Linked DNA regions of Zea mays: regions 2 and 3 are each linked to region 1. Evidence: chromatin contacts called from public Hi-C data. All regions are on one chromosome and are shown on one strand. Each heading gives the region's core, a stretch centred on a gene start, on an enhancer-like site or on the middle of the called end of the contact. The rest is flanking DNA. Distances are from core to core; before and after follow the strand shown.

Evidence for each region. Hi-C and Micro-C count contacts between places; a contact is called where the count stands out from the background.
Region 2: a Hi-C map of ear shows a contact between it and region 1, with 3 times the contacts expected there. The contact joins the promoter of LOC100282309 here to the promoter of LOC100193327 in region 1. A contact is called at or near these places in 3 of 25 Hi-C or Micro-C datasets (ear, endosperm and leaf).
Region 3: a contact with region 1 is called in a Hi-C map of leaf, with 6 times the contacts expected there. The contact joins the promoter of LOC103653403 here to the promoter of LOC100193327 in region 1. A contact is called at or near these places in 3 of 25 Hi-C or Micro-C datasets (leaf and tassel).

What each region holds. Positions count from the first base shown.
Region 1 is chr4:75,503,843-75,508,307 of Zm-B73-REFERENCE-NAM-5.0, reverse strand. LOC100193327 reads left to right here and starts at 2,574. Exons shown (of 8, transcript NM_001138464.1): 1 at 2,574-2,744.
Region 2 is chr4:76,024,052-76,029,131 of Zm-B73-REFERENCE-NAM-5.0, reverse strand. LOC100282309 reads right to left here and starts at 1,256. Exons shown (of 8, transcript NM_001155221.2): 1 at 1,150-1,256; 2 at 318-388.
Region 3 is chr4:74,965,911-74,970,552 of Zm-B73-REFERENCE-NAM-5.0, reverse strand. LOC103653403 (Protein SUPPRESSOR OF MAX2 1) reads left to right here and starts at 2,899. Exons shown (of 3, transcript XM_008680320.4): 1 at 2,899-4,433. The coding sequence starts at 3,223. It also overlaps the pseudogene LOC103655348.

The DNA.
Region 1 (4,465 bases), core at 1,325-3,824:
TTGGAGTTTCCTAGAACTGTAGCGGGTTTCCTGAAGCTAGTGGAACTTTGTAAAGGCCTCGTAGTGGTACCCTGCCTCGCTTCCTTGGAAGAGGTGTATGGGGTCCGATCAACCCCGTGGCAAATGGGTAACACGACTTGTGGGTAAAGATGTGCAACCTCTGCAGAGTGTAAAACTGGTATATCAGTCGTGCTCACGGTCATGAGTATCTCGGACCCTCACATGATTAATTTATGGAACTAAATTCAATTTGTCATATGCATTGCATGGCAGGTGTTGTTATCACTTTTGTTCTACTACTTAATTGTGTTGGTATTTACTTATACTTAGTAATTGCTAATAAAATTTTGACCAACTTTAAAAGCAATGCTCAGCTCTAACCATCCTCTTTGGTAAGCCTTACACTTCACGTGAGCTCCCACCTTTGGCGAGTTCATGCACATTATTCCCCACAACCTGTTGAGCGATGAACGTATGTGAACTCACTCTTGCTGTCTCACACCCCCTCACAGGTCAAGAACAGGTACCGCAGGATGAGGCGCATGGAGGATGCTGTGATGAGTTCGTGAGTGGTCTAGGTCGTCGTCTCCCAGTCAACTTTGGGTTGTTGAATCGTGTCTTCATATGATGCAATTATTTATTTATTTTGTACAGAACCCCTATTATATAGTAAGGATGTGACATTCGTTTCTGTACCACTATTCATCATATGTGTGAGACTTGGTCCCAGCACACCTGGAGATTTTTCGCGCCCGAGTTTTGGACCCCTAGAAATCCGGGTGTGACACATGGGTCTTCACATCTCCGCCTCGCCTAGTTGCTCGACAGGAATTAGTCGGTCTTGTCTGCCTCACAGAGTTACTCGGCGGGAGTTGGTCGGTCTTGTCCGCCTTGCATAGTTACTCGGCGGGGGTTGGTCGGTCTTGTTTGCGTCGGAGAGTTACTCGGTGGGAGTTGGTCGGTCTTGTCCACCTCGTAGAGTTACTCGGTGGGAGTTGATCGGTCTTGTCCGCCTCGTAGAGTTACTCGACAGGAGTTGGTCGTTCCTACTCCCGTGGCTTCTTACCCAGATGGGTCACCACAAGTAATAGGCCTACTTTGGGTATCCAGTGCGTGGGGACTCGTCACGCCCTTTATCGCTTTATCTGTGTATAGTTTTATAATTAATCTATATTTAATACTAGTAATTGGTATTGAAATATCTGATGTGACATGGACTAACTTTAGGCATACACCCCCTTAATTTTGAGGCTTGAAACCAAAAGAGTCCAAACGAAGACACGATCTTGACGCATGAGACGCTCTCCATCAGCGCCTTTCCACGCTCACTCCCCCGCGTAGTCATGTATGAATAGTGACTGGTGGACTCCAACAGTGCCCCCTAGGCCCCTAGCACACCTTTTGCGTGGGCGAGGTAGCCTGTGTCTCCTAAATAGATTTTAAGTTTAATTACATCATAACAATATGTATTATGGTACTATAAATATTGTGGTATTTCTAAAACTCTAAAAAATGCTGTGAAAAAGTCAACTAACTCACCAAGAGTAAATGATAGTTGAATAAGAGAAATTGTTGGAGAGGAGGTGAAATATGTGCAAGAGTATTGGAGGAGAAATATTTTTAAATATGAATAGAAAGAAGGATTTGAGAAGGTGACTTGTTAAGACTGTCTTCAGCGGTTTCCCCTAAATTTTCCCCCTATATCCTATTTCCATGCCACATCATCACCCTCTCTCCTCCTATATATTCACCTTCTGCAATGGTTTCCTCTATACCATCTCTCTAAATCCCACCATGCTACTAAAATATACATTGCGCTACAGCTAACTCAACTACTGGTTCTCTGCTCGGTGGCGCGGCAACCTATGGAGCGGGACGATGACGTCCATGGCAGTGCACTCGGCGACAACAGCGAGGTGGGAGGACGATTTAGCGTCACGCTTGACGGAGAGGGAGAGAGAAGCCTGCTGTGGTATTGAGGGCATTGAAGGGGGAACCGATGCAGTGTATAGGGGGATCCTGTTGCCGCTACAGAATGAGAGGGGGGAGGGAGGCGTTCACCGTTGAAGACAGTCTAAGACTGCTTTCAACGTTTCCCGCCGAGCTCCCCCTCCCCTACCCCTTAGCCGTTTAGGGGGTTGAAATCCCTACAACGATGCCCCCTCTACACGCTACAGTTATAGTGTACGCTACAGGAATACAGCAAGTGTGGGGGTGCGGCTCTGACCCCCCTGCCCTTGGTTTACGTGTGCGACAGTGTTTTTTAGTTGGAAAAAAATAATAATAGATGGTGAATAGGTATGAAAAATGATATTTTATGATTATAGTGTGGTATAGAGGAAGGATTTAGGGGGAACCGCTGTATAGGGTGGAAATATAAGGGGAAAGAGAACGCTGACGTGGCACGTGAGTGGGATATAGAGGGAGAAATTTAGGGGAACGGTTGAAGACAGTCTAAAGGAAGCCAGACAACGGACCCTCTCTCCTCGTCAGCAATCCTAATCCAAACCGCCGCGGCCACGGCCGCAGCCTTCCATAGTTCTGTCAGAAATTCCCCTTCTCATCCCTGATCCCTCCAACTCCCACCCCAATACATCCTGCCGACGCCATCAGCCGGCGGGACGCACACACGAGGTCGACCTTCGAACCCTAGTCCTTGGCCGAGCCGCCTTGCGGGATCGTCCCCGCCGCGCGGCAGCTCTGCCTCGACCCTTTTAGTCTCCGTCCGACACCGCTTGGATCAGGCAAGTCTTCCTTGCCGGCCCCACTCTCTTTCTCTGCGATGACGACCTCTCGACGGCGCCTGGCCGCTTGGTCCTTGTTGTCTAGCCTGCGTGTCTACTTTCGATCTAGTGTCGCGGAGGCAGGTGAATCGACTGTGCTGGTGGAACTGGGGCGCTCCACGCTGTTGGCGTTGGTGGTGTTTTCTCGTAGTCAAATCTCTGTGCCTAGGTTTTGGCATGATGATTGAGGCGGTGGTGGTTACCTTCCCTCGGATGGTGTAATTTTACAGGATAAGTTCCTCTTGTTTCGTCTGGCTCTGTCATCTTTACTGATTGTTGATCCAATTGGGATATTGTGGCACTTCCAGAGCTAGGGCACCTGCGGTTTTTTGTGAATCAACTTGTTTCTGTTGATATTTTATGATTGTTTATTTAATCTTAAGTTGCGTAGGCTGTATGTCTATAATGAATAACTATGTTCAGTGGCGGAGGACGCCAGAAAATCTAGGTGTTGCTAACCCAACGACGAATAAAAATTTATGACACATGATCACATAACATCTCAACTAATGCTTTCTTCAATGATTTTGATGTTGTGTCCTTCACATTCTTGATGCCCAAAAATCTTTCTATTACTTCACCCTTTTTATTGACAAATCTCACAACAATAGCCATTTGTTCTTTAACCGATATATCACAGGATTCATCAACAAGAATAGAGAATAAACAATCCCCCATTTCTTCTTTAATTGCACGTGTGATTTCTTCTGCACAACAATTTGCAAGTTCTTTTTGAATCGTCCCCGAAGTCATCTTGGCATTTTTGGGAGTTGGGACACAACTCATCAAAAGCTCTTCTCACCTATTCCTTTGTTTGTACCAATCAATAAATTCTAAAAAAATCCCTTTGTTTAAGGAAGTACTAGTCTCACCATGTCCCCGGAATGATTCAGCTTGCAATGCAAGAGATTAACAATACTTAATGAAGTTTCCAACCGTGTCTCATATTTGACCAATGCATCTTTACTATAATTTGAAACCTTATGACTAACACTTGACCTTTGGTTACAAAAATCATGGAATGCTGTTGCTGCAGTATTGTGTATGCTATTAGACCCACCAACATGTTTTGGAAATGCCGTATAAACATTTCTCTATTGTGAGAAGCCAACTTTTGTAAATGCATCATGGCAAAATTTATCATCCATTCGATCATGCTTAAAAGGTAACAATAGAAGCAATAAGCCTTATTCTTCTCCACACTATATTCCAACCAACTATGTTGTCTGAACCAATGTTTTTGAAAGCTCCTTTTGTCATGTGACTGAGGAAAATTATGACCAATTGGTTGAGTCGGACCTTTAGCTATAATCATCTCTAATATTAGGAGCAAAAGAATCGATTGGAATACGAAGTCCCGGATCAGAAATAATGTGATTCGGGTTCAACTGATTTATACCTTCGGCTTGAGCATTAACATCTTTGCCATTGGCATCTGGAATATGTCCATTCTCTTCTAGAACAAGTGCAACTTCACTATTATTCTCTTGAACTCCAACTTGTATTTCGGGTTCATTGCAAACTCCACTAGCGCGAGTGTTGGTCTACTTCCACTAGAAGCTTGACTGAAATAGCTCTTCAAATCTGTCATTTTATGAAGCATATAGCATATTAGATAATTAGAAGACATTACGACATGGAGTGTTCACATAATAAAGAGAGATACTTTTTTGGGCCATATT
Region 2 (5,080 bases), core at 7-2,506, 520 kb before region 1:
TGCAAAACGAGACTAAATAATAAATGATGATATGCCAGAACATACATGATCCGGTGACCCCACCTCAAGTGTTTAGTGTTTACCAATGCAAAACATCAACCAAGTAATGATCGAGTTCAAGGAGAAGCTAGCTTTTGAAGCCTATATCAACAAGTAAACATAGCGTTTCATAGAATGTGGGGTTTCTTGGGATTGTTGGACATCTCCCCAGTAGGTTAGATTTTCAAACAGGAAACTTCCTAGCCTAGACCCACATATGACAGAGGAGCCTATATACCATAATACTTGGCAGTGATGTGAATATGTGATCTAAGTACCTTAGTTAAAAATGAAGCTGCAAACGGAAGCACCAGGTGAAGACTCGAGGAATCAACACAAGGTGGTCTACCTGGAAGAAAGAAAGAGTAAATGAGCATAAAAACAAACCATCAGAAATCAGAAACTGTGGCTTCCAGACATTTAAGTTCAGCAGTTCAGGTTTGTGGACTAGGCGCCTCAATTTGGTGTTGTTCAGTTTTTTTATGTTTGCCCGTGACGGCTGTAGTGGCAGATTTGTTGATTTACTAGCTCAATTAATTAAGAGAACCAAGAAAAATATTATAGGACCCCAAAACTACAAGCTAGCAATAAATGAAAATTTCCGAATCTGTCTCCGTTTCTCTGGTATGTATGCTCATGGTAATGATGCTATTCTTGAACCGAAGGAATTAAAAAACAAAGGAGATCAAGCAATAAGACATCCACGGTAGCAGCATGACCAGATCTGGCTCGACGACGGCAACAAGAGTCAGCCACGATTCCCTTTCTCGGCACCCCAGAACCAGTGGGAAAAAATTCAAAACACGCAGCCACAAGAACCCCTATAAGAACTCGAATCGAACAGAATTTAGCTCAGCTTGTGCGCGGCGTTTTCCTATCCAGATCTGGCGACGCAAGACCCCGACCGCCGCCGCGCAGCCGCGACCTAGCTCGGCAACTGCATCCGACAGCGACTAGGCCAACCAGATCTACCACCCGATCTGAGCCGTGGATTCACGAGGAAAATGTCAGATCCACAGGAACGCGAAGAGCTACGAGGAAGAGGAAGGGGGACGGCTGAGGTAGAAGCCAGAGGAGGTGGAAGGGAACATCGGAGATAGTAGCCAGCACCTGCAGGCTCGGGGAAGCAGCCACCGTAGCCTGCCGATGGCGAGAGGGCGAAGAGGCGGCTCTGGAGTCTGGAGCTGTCCGCGAGGAGCCGCACGCCCGCACGGGTCAGGATCAGGTCAGGGACAGGGCTACCGCTACCCGCTGCGAGAAAAATCAGCTCTCACGTGACCGCTTGCTTGTCGTGCCGCCGTTAAACGGGCCCATATGGGTTGAAATTCGTAATCTTTTATTTTATTCAAAATCTGCTACATAAACAGTACACATCTGTACTAAAATAAAATTCGTTTTAAACAAATAAAAGATTGATATAATGTTTAATAAATCTTTATCTCTATCTCTATCTCTATCTCTTCTCTATTTCTAATATGTTATCTATCTATGTACTATATTAAAACACCTTGTACTTCTTTGAAATCGAATCTGCAGTCTTATGAATGGCCTCACCTCTCATGCTAAACCTAACTAACCGCACGTCTCCATCGGGTTTCTCCTCTCCACGTCGCCCGCTGTGACACTCCCGCACGCGCCCTCCACAACCACGCCCAGGGTCATACCGGAGGGGTGCGGAGGGTGCGGCCGCACCGGGCCCCCAAAAATAGAGGGTCCCTTCTTAGTCACTGGACGCTAGCACTTTTTCCTGTTAAACATATCTATTCTAAACACAAATATGTAAAGAGCGATACGCTATCGACCAATTTCGTTTAGATTGTTAAACTAATGTCTCAATTACTTAGGCACTAAATGAATTTCAAATTTACATGTTTTGTGAATGGTGAGATTCGAACTCGCAACATCTCTCTCGCGCATACTCTCCTATACCACTACACTACTACATCAATTATATATAATGCGCCGTTTCAAAATAGTATTTGTTTTAGCTCTTGATTTTTATGTTTATATTCAACTATATAATGATGAATCCACTAAAGAAGCAAAACAAATTCTATTTTGATATAGAGAGAGTATTTTTACTATACACGTGATGGTTGCATCGGCAGAGAGAAGCTTTTTAAAATTGAAATATTTTTGTGAACTATTTATGGTTAACAATAACTCAATAGAGGTTAAATGGCTTGTCGATTCTATATATCGAAAAAAAGTTGTTGGATGAGATTGATCTCAATAATATAAGCGATGACTTTGTATCACAAAATGTTAGAAGATATTTTTAATGTTATCAGATAACAAGTAAGTGTTTTCGGCTATGTCGGTACCCTAAATCAGGGGTACCCTCTCCTACAGCATAAAGGCGTCGCACCCATGCGACGTCTCCTGGCCGCGCGGAGGACCGCGCCTAACTCCACCGGATGGGCGGGCCAAAGGGCGCCACGTGGCGAGGATAGGCACCATGCCTCAGTAAGACCGGACCCCCACTGAGGGTCACCGGGCCCCTATATACATACAGGTCCGGAGCCCCCGGGTAGGTCCGAACCCCGGCAGGGTTCCGGAACGAGAAGGACCTTAGGGTATGCAGGGGTCCGATGCTGACACGTGTGCAAGCCTTGCTCTCCGCTCCCCGCGCAGGCGAAGGCCCGCTGCTTGTGGCCCATGACATAAGCCATCGGGCCGAGCCTGACGTAAAGCCGTGTAGCCCCTGCATTTATTGAGGAGAGGACGCGCCGCCTTCCACTGCGCTGACGGGCGATGTGCCCTCTCAGCATTTAATATGTCCCGTCCCATCCGCTGGCATGCGGCGTCAAGGTCATCTAGCAGGCGGCGTGCATGCTGGGTCTGCTGGCGAACAGTGCGCCCGTACCAAGTAGTGCACTGTGTTATCCCTTCTACAAGAAGCCTCTCCTACACGCCGAAGATACACAGATCTCGGACGACAGGACACAAGAGGATTGCCCCGGCAGCAAATATTTATAGTCCCAAATGTTATATTCTCTATGTCCCTAGGCCCACGTGTCGGGCTTAGTACCTTTGTGCATGCCCCCCTTCAGCTATAAAAGGGGAGGCATGCGACGTTACGAGACTCAGACGCAATCTCAGACTCGCTGGCTCATACAAGCCTACAAACAATACATCTTACAGTGGAGTAGGGTTGTCGGGTACCATAATTAGGGGTACCCCCAACACTCCTAAACTCGACTGGTAATCACCATCAGCACAAGCTGCAGAGACTGATGGGCGTAATTCAGGTCAAGGCTCCGTCTACTCAAGGGACGCGATCTTGCCTCGCCCGAGCCCAGCCTCGGGCAGGAACAATAGTCCCAGGCGAATTCACGCCTCGCCCGAGGGCCTCCTCAAGCAACGGGCGCACCCTCGACTCGCCCGAGGCCCAGCTCGGGCAGGCTTCGCAGTGAAGCAACCTTGGCCAGATCGCCTCGCCAACCGACCGTATTGCAGGAGCATTCAATGCGAGGATCGCCTGACACCTTATCCTGACGCACGTTCCTCAGTCGGCAGGGCCGAAGTGACCGCAGTCACTTCGCCCCTTCACTGACTAACCTGACAGGAAAACAGCGTCGCCTGCCCCGCTTCGACTGTTGTGCCACCCGCCAGGGTGAGGCTGACAACAGCTAAGTCCAGCCTCAGGCGCAACAGGAAGCTCCGCCTCGCCCGACCTTGGGCCTCGGCCTCGAAAGGTGGTCTCCACCTCGCCCGACCCCAGGGCTCGGCCCCCGCCTCGGCCTCGGAAGGTGGTCTCCGCCTCGCCCGACCCCAGGGCTCGGCCTCAACCTCAGCCTCAGAGGATGGTCTCCGCCTCGCCCGACCCCAGGGCTCGGCCTCACCCCGACCTCAGAAGGAATCGCGTCCTCACCCCCACCCCGGCCTCGGCCTCAGGAGGAGTCTCCGCCTCGCCCGACCTTGGGCTCAGACCGACCATGCCACAGGGGGTACATCATTACCCTACCCCTAGCTAGCTCAGGCTATGGGGGACAAGACCGGCGTCCCATTTGGCTTGCCTCGGTAAACAAGTAATGATGGCACCCCGCGTGTGTCCATGACGACGGCGGTTCTCAAGCCCCCTACGGAAGCAAGGAGACATCAGCAAGGTCTCGGCAGCCCCGACAGTTGTGCTTCTACAGGGCTCAAGCACTCCTCCGACGGCCACGACATCGCATGCACGGGGCTCTAGCACCTCTCCGACAGCCACGTTGGCATGTACATAGGGCTCTGGCTCCTCTCTGCCGGACACGTTAGCATATAGCTACACCCCCATTGTACACCTAGACCCCCTCCTTGCATCTATAAAAGGAAGGTCCAGGGCCCTCATACGAGAGGGTGGTCGCGCGGGAGGACGGGCCGACGAACAGGCTCGCACGCTCTCTCTCTCCCTCGCGAACGCTTGTAGCCCCCTACTGCAAGCGCATCCGCCCTAGGCGCAGGATAACACGAGTCGCGGTTCTTCCCCCTTGTGTTCCATCTCGCGCCAACTCATCTGGGCTAGGACACGCAACGATAATTTTACTCGTCGGTCCAGGGACCCCTCGGGGTCGAAACGCCGACAGTTGCGCGCCAGGTAGGGGCCTGCTGCGTGTTGACGAACAACTTCCCGTCGAGCTCCAGATGGGTAGTCTCTAGCAACCTCTTCAGCCCGGGACGCTGCTCCGTTTCGGGAGTCTCGAGTTCATGTCCCTCGACGGCAGCTACGACATGGTACTCCTTCCTCCACAGCGCGACAGCGACAACGGCGGCCGTCAGCCCGCCCGGCGGCGGCGGACTCGACGACGTCTTCCCTCCGTGGCGGAAGAGCAGCATCCGGGTCTGTCCCGCCACCTTCCCCGCTACAGGAGGAGGAGGCGGGGCAACCGTGGCCAAGCAGGAGGCGGCACCTCGCCGGCCGTCGAGCGAGTCGATGGCGCTAGCACCCCAGCGGGGGACATGTCAGGCGTTGACCTCGCGCCTGAGACGATGGCGAGTGTCGTTTCCCCGCAACGTGCCAACCCCAAGCGGACAGATGACGCCAGCACCCTCGCGGAGGACT
Region 3 (4,642 bases), core at 1,650-4,149, 540 kb after region 1:
AGAACAGAAGATAAAAATGGGGAAAAAGGTATGTAAACAAAGTATACGAAGCCATACTGTGTGCACAGGTGTCCATCGCTCACTTGCGAGCTCATAACCGTTTGGATCTTCACCGGGTGGATGAAGAATAGAGATACAAACCCGCCCATCAGGATAGACTGGCGTTTCCTCAAATATTATGCATGATGTCAGAAAACATAACTGCAGATGAACTAAATAAATACAATTTTCACTAATAAAAAGCTGACCATTTGGATGCCACAAGTGAAGAAGTCTCATTTGGCAAGAGAGGAGGGTACGAGTTTGATGAGGCTGATTTTTTGGGTCTCGACTTCTTTGAGAAAAAATGTTCTAAAGGTCTACCACCTGGGCTAGCTCCAGCTTTTGAGCCTTTACGAGATGACAATTTTCCTGAGGTGGACATAATATTTGGAGACCCGAGCAAATTCGACAAGTCTCCTCGCCGAACTGAAATCCAACCGGTAGACAACGGGGAGTTAGGGGAAGCATCTCAATCGACTACTATACCAAATGAAGCTGACAAGGCTGGGATAGAACCCCCTTCAACTGTTATTGAGACAGAAGAAGATGAAGATGTTTATAGACCCACAGTTAGATCATGGGGAATGTTTTCGAGGCCACAAAATATTTCAAAGGCGGTAGGATATAGTTGTAGCATCTCGTATTTTGTATTTGCATCTTTCTTGCATGATGTCAAATATTATGCCATGAGCAATGCCTCCACCAGAAATCAATACTGCACATATAGTAAGATTTTCAATCCCTGATTCCGGTCCACAGTAACACACAGACAAGATCTCCAGTAAGCGCGAGGATGAAAAGAGGTTGGACACTGACCGTGGAGCATGGCAGAGAGGCTGCCGTTGGGGAGGTAGTCGTAGACGAGGAGCTTCTCGTCCTTGGAGAAGTAGTAGGCGCGGATGGGGAGCACGTTCTGGTGCTCCACCCTGCCGAGCGCCTCCATGTGCGCGTCGAACTCGCGCCGCTGCACCGCCACGTCCTTGAGTCGCTTCACCACCACCGTCGTGCCTTCCTCCAGCACTGCCTTGTACGACGTCCCCACGCTGCCTTTGCCCAGCACCTCCGCCGACGGGCGCAGCAGGTCCTCCAGGTTGAAGCTGTACCCGGCGCCCTTCCCAACGAACACCAGTCGGCTCTGCTCCCCCGCGGCGGCGGCGGCCGCCGCTGCGACTGCCGCGGCCGACCCGAATGCGTCTCCTCCGAGGTCCTCCTTGGACGAGGACGTCAAGACGCTGCCCACGCCGGACGCCGGCGGGGGCTGCCCCCTGGCCGCCGCGGATGTCGCGGGCGTCGGCGCCACGACGTTTGGACACCACGCAGAGCACGGTGGCGATGAGGAGGAGGAGCCCCACCACTACGGCACCCACGACGATACCCGCGATTGCGGCCCCGGAGAGCTTCTGCTTCTTGGATGAGCCCGGCGCGGGGCCGGGCCCGCCGGGCGACGGCGCTGGGGGAAAGAACGGGCTGCTGCAGGGCGGAAGCGGGTCCCCGCAGAGCTGGAGGTTCCCGACGAAGGATTCCCGTGGGAAGTGCGAGAGCGATTTGGGGATGGGGCCGTTGAGGTTGTTGTCGGAGACATCGAAGGAGCCGAGACCCGCGATGCTGATGCTGGGAATGCTCCCGGAGAGGCGGTTGCCGTCGAGCCTGAGCACGCGTAGCGCGGTGAGGCTGTTGAGCGTGAAGGGGATGGGACCCGACAAGTAGGAGAGGACCAGGCGCTCGAGGCCGCCGAGCCTCTGGATTCCCGGCGGGATGGGGCCGGACAGCAGGTTGTGCTGCAGGAACAACGCCTTGAGGCCCGGCAGCTGGAGCACGTTGTTGGGGATGGTCCCGAGGACGCGGTTGGAGCAGAGCGAAAGCGCGCGGAGGTTGGTGAGCCGGCCGAGCGCGGTGGGCGGGCGGGATGCGAGGAGCGCCATCGAAGGAAGGAGGAATCGAGCGCGGCGGGCGAGCGGGATGCGAGGAGCGCTCGAAGGAAGGAGTGCGACGAAACCGTGGTCGAGCGGCGGCGGTGGGGAGGAGGGTGAGGGATTCACGGGCGTTGGGGAGGAGGGTGGGGATCCGCGGGCGAGGCGGGAGCCGGCAGAATGTGCACCAGTGGACGCCTACAGTACATACTTAATTAGTAGTAAAGATTCGGGGTCGGCTGATCCGACAACCCTCTAAATTCGCCTCTGAATATAGTGTTTTTGAAACTTCCTTTGAGGAGCTTCGTAATTTTTTTGAAGATGGTCTCTAGTTTATTTTTTAAAAGCTAGAACTTTAGACCTATTTAGATAGAAAAAACTAAAGTATACCTAAACTTTTTAAAGTGAAACCCTTCCAAAGAGTTCCTAACTATAGGCTCTAAGGCTATCCGCACTCATACTACTCTAAATTTCTACCCTAAAAAGAATATTCTGTCCTGGTCAGCAAAATTCTTTACTCTATATCACAATCCTCCGCACTCATGTTTACTCTATACCATATATTCTATTATTTCTCTCTCCTGGTGCCCCGCCTCGGGTCCCACAACCTTTGCTGCCTCCGGCCCCGCCTCTCTCCTGGTGCACGGAGCAGACGTATGCAGTAGACGTTGCTGCAACTCTACATTTAAGGTTTCCGGTTTGCTTGCTTGCCTTAGCGTACCGGTCCCAGTACACGGCTGCAGCACTCACGTTAACTCTATCCGCATAGCGTTCCGGTTCTAGTCATTCACTGCGGCTAGCCTAAGAGCTAATGCAAATACTAATTCGCGCCGGATGAGTACACAATTTATTTATAATAACAGAAAAAAAACAAGGAAAAAAAAATCTGTTCGCCTCCTTCCATGGATCGCGTGGGTAAAAACAAGATGGTGTCGTGGTAAAATGCGACGTCGGGAAGATGTTGTAGGAGACGAAGATTCTATTCGCCTCCCTTTCTCGCCCCTCCTCTGCTACTAGCCTACTACTACTTCAGTTCTCGCCTTCTCTGCTCTCACCGGACTCCCTCCTTCTCTCTCTCTCTCTCTCTCTCTCTCTCGATACTACCCCCTCCGCTCCCCTCCAAGCCTCTCCTTTTTCCACCCTCGGAGGCGCCGACGTCCTCCGACTTCCAGGGCGGCGCCGAGCAACAACTACTACCTGGTCACCCAGCCAAAAGGGGATTCCTTTTCGGTGCGCTCTCCGATCGATTGATGAGCGGCGGGCGGCAGCGATGAGGGCGGATCTCAGCACCATCCAGCAGACGCTCACGCCGGAGGCGGCGGCGGCGCTGGCGCGGGCCATCGACGAGGCCGCGCGGAGGAGGCACGGCCAGACCACGCCGCTCCACGTCGCCGCCGCGCTGCTCGCCGCGCCGGCCGGTCTGCTGCGCCAGGCGTGCGCTCGCGCGGCCGCCACCGGTGCTGGACCTGGCGCCGCTGGTGGCGCCGGCGGCGCTCACCCGCTGCAGTGCCGCGCCCTCGAGCTCTGCTTCTCCGTCGCCCTCGACAGGCTGCCGGCCGCGGCCGCGGCCTCGGCAGCGGCGCATGCGTCGGGGCCGCCCGTGTCGAACGCGCTCGTTGCGGCGCTCAAGCGCGCGCAGGCGCAGCAGCGCCGGGGGTGCCCCGAGGCCGCGCAGCAGCCGCTGCTCGCCGTCAAGGTCGAGCTCGAGCAGCTCGTCCTCTCCATCCTCGATGACCCGTCAGTCAGCCGCGTCATGCGCGAGGCCTCCTTCTCGTCCGCAGCCGTCAAGACCACCATCGAGCAGTCGCTCCCGTCGCCCTCCGCCGCCGCCGTCGTGTCCACCCCGACTGTCGCCGCGACTACGCCTGTGGCCCCGTCCCCCTCTCCGTTCCCGCGAGTCGGCCCAACCAACGCCTACATCAACCCTCGCCTCGCTGCCGCCGCAGGCGTTGGCGGCGGCAGGGACGACGTACGCAAGGTGCTCGACGTCATGCTCAAGCCGGCGCGCCGCAACCCGGTGCTGGTCGGCGACGCCGGGCCAGATGCGGTGCTGAGGGAGGCGGTACGCAGGATCCCGACGTCTGACTCCCATGCTCTCGCCGGAGCGAAGGTCTTGCCGCTCGAGGCGGACCTCGCCAAGCTCGCCGGCGACAAGGCCGCCATGGCGGCGAGGATCGGGGACCTGGGCGCGATGGTCCAGAGGATCCTCGCTGACCACGGCGCCGTGGTCCTTGATCTTGGCGATCTCAAGTGGCTGGTGGACGGGCCGGCGGCAGCAGCGTCAGAGGGGGGCAAGGCGGTGGTGTCGGAGATGGCGCGGCTGCTGGGGCCGTTCGGAAGCCGTAAGGTCTGGGCCGTCGGTACAGCCGCGTGCGCCACCTACCTCCGATGCAAGGTCTACCACCCAACCATGGAGGCTGATTGGGACCTCCAGGCCGTGCCTATCGCCCGCAGCGCGCCGCTCGCCGGCGCAGCTCTCAGGTATGTTTTTTCGGCGCTTTTTCGCTTTCTTCTCTGCATCTACCATGTCTGATGCAGTTCTTGTTGTTTTTGCTGTTGGTGACTCAAACTTGTTCCAGTTTTTCCGTTGTCTTGGACCAGAGTAAAATAATAAAATTAGTTTATAGTACTCGATAACCAAAAATTCCTACAGTTGAATAGTACATCATGATTGCTAGTACTATAAAAAG